Linked DNA regions of Sus scrofa: region 1 is linked to region 2. The links are chromatin contacts, called in public Hi-C maps. All regions are on one chromosome and are shown on one strand. The core of a region is the stretch at or near the end of the contact, and the rest is flanking DNA. Distances in the headings are between cores, read along the strand shown.

Region 1 (2,700 bases), core at 109-2,608, 410 kb before region 2:
GACTGAGCCCCACTGGAGCAGTTATCACAGGAGGCCTAGTGTCTGTCCCCAAACGGTTCCCCTTCTTCCCAAACAATGCCACTCTGCGCTGTCTCATTCTGCATTCAGTAATCCCATCAACCCTCATTTTACAAATCCTCAGCAACAGCCTACTGCTTCCCACACTATGGAGGGTAAGAGCCAACATACTATATAGCACAGTGACATCAGGAACCCAGGCTTCTCAAGTAAGAAAGGCCAACTTCAACTTACTTACCAGCTGTATGACCTCAGCAAGTAGCTGAAACTCTCTGCCTTATTTCCTCACTTTTAAAATACAGAAAACAACAGCAATCTCATGAGATTGTTGGGGTGATAAAATGAGAAAATGAAAGTAGGAAATCTATATTTAGCATAGCACAGTAGCTAAGAACTAGAAGGTATTTAATAAAGGGAGGCTCTACAGACATAGAAAACAAACTTTCAGTTACCAAAGGGGAAGGACAGGGGGATAAAGTAGGAATTAGAGGTTAACAGATACATACTGCTATATACAAAACAGATAACAAGGACCTACTGTATAGCACAGGGAACCATATTCAATGTCTTGTAATAACTTATGGTGGAAAAGAAACTGAAAAAGAATACACACATATGCATAACCGAATCATTTCCTACACACCTGGAACACTGTAAATCAGCTATACTTCAACTTTTTAATTTTTAAAAAACAAAAAAAAACCTAAATGGAGGCTCTTAGGATTACCATTTTAATACAATATGCATTTCTGCTGCCTTCTACTGCATATACATAAATTACAGCAAATGAAAAATCTAGACCACAACCCCATAATCAACGGGAAGACTGAGACTGGAATCTCAGTATACCATTTCCTAAAACACTCACCTTTGTCTCATCATAAATGAGACCCTCTTGTAATTCTGAGACTTAGTAAGATATGGACAACATATAATCACACCCATGTATTTGACAAGGATAAAACAATTGTTTTTTATGGAGAGCTGGAAAATGGGCATTTGTGGACAAGAGATACTTGCCTATGGGAAACACCCACAGTAGTAGCTTAATATTAAGCTGCCTGGGATCCCTTAACCACACAAGACAGGATGAACCAGACACTGCTGGCAAAACCTAGTAAGTTTTATGTAGGAAGTGACCAAAGTAGAATTCACACTCATGTGAATAGGTTAAGATCACCCCTGGGCTTTAACTAGTTTAAGAAGATGACAGGAATGGCAGAAAATAAGTCCACAATCAGACTGGTGGGTTCCATGGACCAAAAAAGGAATGTACCACTGCTTGAGTAGCAAGATAAAACTCACATTTCCTTCTGTGGACATAACAAAGAGACAGCTGAAAATTCCACCTCAGCTGCCAGATGCTCTGTATATCACATGGGGTCAGTAGTTAATCCAAACACAGAGCTTGGTAAAGGGTTCCAAGGATGCACAAGGGCCAGTAGTTTTTTTTGTTTTTTTGTGTTTTTTTTTGGTTTAAAAAAGAGTAAACAAGCAAACAAATCTCTGAGAGTATAGATGATGTTCCCTGTGCTTAAGGATAAGGACCCACATAAAAGGAAACAATCAGAAACTCTGAAGGAGAAATGTGTAGGAATAAGAAAAGTACTATAAAGATGCATGTCACCAGTTCATTAATCAATCAATAAATTAGTATACCTTTCAGGAGAATGTAATTTCTACATCCCTGCTGATATAAATATATTCCTAACGTGCTATCTGTATGGAGCTATTTATGGATTTCAGAATTACAGATTCAGTGGGATGACTCTGAATCTTCCTACCAGTTTCATCTCAGATGGCATAGCAAATTCCAAGAGGGCAATGAAAATCTTATAGTCGGAGTTCCCGTCGTGGCGCAGTGGTTAACGAATCCGACTAGGAACCATGAGGTTGCGGGTTCGGTCCCTGCCCTTGCTCAGTGGGTTAACGATCCGGTGTTTCCGTGAGCTGTGGTGTAGGTCGCAGACGCGGCTCGGATCCCGCGTTGCTGTGGCTCTGGCATAGGCCGGTGGCTACAGCTCCGATTCAACCCCTAGCCTGGGAACCTCCATATGCCTCGGGAGCGGCCCAAGAAATAGCAGCAACAACAACAACAAAAGACAAAAAAAAAAAAATCTTATAGTCTTACCATAAAGACTAGAACTTTTTTTGTTTTTGCTAAAGTATATCTAATGTACAATGCTATATAAGTTACTGTTGTACCATACAGTGATTCACAATTTTTAAAGGTTATACTTCATTTATAATTACAATAAAACATTGGCTATATCCCCTTGTTGTACAATATATACTTGTAGCTTTTTTTTCCCCTTTATTTAGGACTGCTCCTGCTGCATATGGAAGTTTCTGGGCTAGGGGTTGAATGGGATCTGAAGCTACCAGCCTACACCACTGCCATAGCAATGCTGGATCCCAGCCACATCTGCAACCTACATCACAGCTTCCAGCCCCACTGAGTGAGGCCAGGGATTGAACCTGCATCCTCACGTATCCTCGGTCAGGTTCTAAACCCACTGAGTCACAAAAGCTACTCCCTTGTAGCTTATTTTATACTTAATAGTTTGTGCCAGAATTTTAAAATATAAATCTTGCTGTCTCAGTTTCCCCATCTATAAAATAAGAAAACAATTCCTATTTCACAGGTTTGTCAAGCCAATAAAATGAGATTAGTACAGAAAG
Region 2 (2,700 bases), core at 161-2,660:
CCCTAGCCTGGGAATTTCCATATGCCACAGGTGTGGCCCTAAAAAGCAAAAAATAATAATAAAAAAATAATGCTTCCTTGAGACTGCCCTCAAGGAGGGCAGGGCAAAAATTTCCCTGGGCCGCATGATGCACTAAGCTGAACACATTCAGCCCTGCTGTTTCCCTTCTGGAATTATACTTAGCAGGTTCACTGGGACAGGTAACTCCATAGTCCAGGTGGTGCAGTGTCAGTGATATAAACTGCCCCCTAGTTAACACCTCTGTGCAAGAATTATCACCAGGAATTCTCTCCTCCAGTGTGGGTTTTACCTCCCCAGGCTGTACCCACCTACATGGCTGAGGGAAGTGGCCCTGCCTGTGATTGTCAGCTGCAGTAGGAGAGGACCAAGGGGAAGTCCAAGGAGGGGCTTTGGGCAGTCTAGTCCATATGGCTCTTATGGGCTGGACCTTAGCAAATGTTCACTGTTATTTAGGATGAGAAAGAAAGTGTGATATAAAAAGGAGAATATTATTTCTACGAAACTCATATTTGGGGGAGGAAAGTTAGGACCAAGTATCAGTGAATGGAATTTAGATTTTCAGGTGATTTTTTTAAAAGGCTGAGGCTTGGTCACAAACATCTACACACTCAAGTGCCCATGCAGGCACGCGCCCTTGGTGGAGACACTTCAGTCACTGGAATCTGCAGAGAGTGGCCACTTCCAGGAATAGCAGCTCCAAGGCTAGTGGTTGGCAGTGGATGGCAACTCCCTCCAGGATTTCTCACTGTTAAGGCTCTTTCATATAAGCCAAGAGGTCTTGTGTTGGCAATGCCAAGGAAGAAATGCTTTGCCATTATTAGAACATTTTAGAAATGTTGGAAACAAGCACATTATGGATGGCTTGATGTCACCCAGGATTTTTCCCTGCAGAAACAATTCACTAGAAGAGATCTCATCCATGGAGTTCCCAATGTTCAGTGATCCTCTATTGTGATATTAGTGATAATAATGACGGTAATGGCAGTGGTAATAGGCTGATAATAACATTACCAAACACTTCTGTGTGCTGGATGCTGCCTCAAGTGCCTTTCCTAGATTATCTCCTTTAAAAACTCCAGGAGGCAAGAAATGTGCTTTCTCTTTTACAGGTGGGGAAAAGAGCTTAGAGAGGTTGGGTAGCTCGCTCAAATCACACAACTAACATAAAGAGAAATGTCTCTCGCCCAGTTCATGCATTTGGACTTCAATCCCATACCCTTAACAACTACAAATATTATCTAATTGGGAAATATTCCATTCCCACAGAGGCTCTGTTTTACATGGTGTTTTCTGTATTAGAAAGTTAATTGCCATGTGAAAACCCTTACGATTTTGAACAGTAGGTTTTGGAGTTCCAAGACTTAGCTGTGCAGAAAATGGGAACTTGTGGTCCACTCTGCCCTTTTAAAAGGACCAGGACTCCTGAAGCTTTCAGCAGGCTGCTGGGTGGGAGTGAGGAGAAGCAAGACTTGATGAGGGTGGTGGTCTCGTCTGGACCCAGAACCCCATGGGATATAGTTACTGACAAGGGTCTGGGAATGCATAGGCAGGCCAAGGTTGGTTTGGGAGTGGATGTAAATATTCTGCACATAAATATTCAGAGGTTCTATCACTTTTCTGTATTTCGAATGCATGGGAAAGTTTCTGGGTGATTATTAAAGTATAAATTCTTTCAAAAGTTGCAGTGAGTTAATTTTAACTTACCATATATATGTTTTTTAACCAACAGATTCTAAAGTACACCCACTGTCATTTGAAGCCCATAATTTTTAACCCCAGCAATGTGAATAAAAAGTTTTTCATAAGCTTAGGAGCATTTGAAACTAAGACTTGGTTTCTTCTCTTGAGTTATGCTGCCATCTGCTGGTCATAAACCAGAAAACACCTCTTCCTTGGAAACCTTGAGCCTCTTTGGAGAACGTGATTGATGTTGTTTAGCTCGGGTGGGACATTTTCCCATTTGTACCAGGATTCCCTCTTCGACTTTGTCCACACTTTGTTGACTAAAAATTTAGATAAAATTATTTACTTTATTGACTGTCACACATGGGGGAAGCTTACTTTTGGCAAGGAGAGCAGAGAGAAAGCAAGCAAACACACATTTAGGAAAGAGAAGGTTGATTTCATGCATCACAATGAAATGCTACCCACTTGGTTAAAAGCTCCTTTTAGCGGGGTATGAATAAGAATTTTCTGCTTGGCATATACACATTACTGTATATGAAATTGATAAGTAACAAGGGCCTACTGTATAGCACAGGGAAATCTATTCAATACTCTGTGATAGCCTATATGGGAAAGAATTTGAAAAAGAAGGTATGTATGTAAGATGTACTGTATGCTATGTACTATATACTATATAAGATTACTATAAGATTAATATATATTATACATACATACATTCTTTTCATACATACATAATATATATGCACGTATAACTGATTCACTTTGCTGTATACCTGAAACTAACACAACATTGTAAGTCAACTATACTCCAATAAAATTTATTAAAATTTTTTTTTTCTTCAGCTGCGGTGGGCATGTTTCAGGGCAGTAAATCTCTGTGCAGCTGCCAATGGTGGGAAATGTGTTAACTGTATCTTCTGGCTTTAGGTCTGAGGAAGTAGCCAAGGCTTGAGGGACTTAGGTTCCAAGCCTTGAAGGGTTATTAGCTAGCTG

Evidence for each region. A called contact is a pair of places that touch in the nucleus more often than the background predicts.
Region 1: a Hi-C map of omental adipose tissue shows a contact between it and region 2, with 2.5 times the contacts expected there. The contact joins two enhancer-like sites. A contact is called at or near these places in 10 of 47 Hi-C or Micro-C datasets (brain, embryonic fibroblasts, epiblast stem cells and 6 more) and 1 of 2 datasets of contacts at active chromatin or transcription factors (alveolar macrophages).

What each region holds. Positions count from the first base shown.
Region 1 is chr7:87,999,304-88,002,003 of Sscrofa11.1, reverse strand. All of the region lies in intron 2 of AKAP13 (A-kinase anchor protein 13), which reads right to left. Among named protein-coding and RNA genes, the nearest start is that of AKAP13, 110 kb to the right of the region's middle. Within about 2 kb of position 1,358, at least 13 of the 83 cell types and tissues checked have an H3K27ac peak or open chromatin away from gene starts, as enhancers often do. A contact at or near this core is called in omental adipose tissue, where this site is marked.
Region 2 is chr7:87,591,216-87,593,915 of Sscrofa11.1, reverse strand. The region is part of intron 9 of SV2B (synaptic vesicle glycoprotein 2B); the gene reads left to right. Among named protein-coding and RNA genes, the nearest start is that of SV2B, 170 kb to the left of the region's middle. Within about 2 kb of position 1,410, at least 3 of the 83 cell types and tissues checked have an H3K27ac peak or open chromatin away from gene starts, as enhancers often do. A contact at or near this core is called in omental adipose tissue, where this site is marked.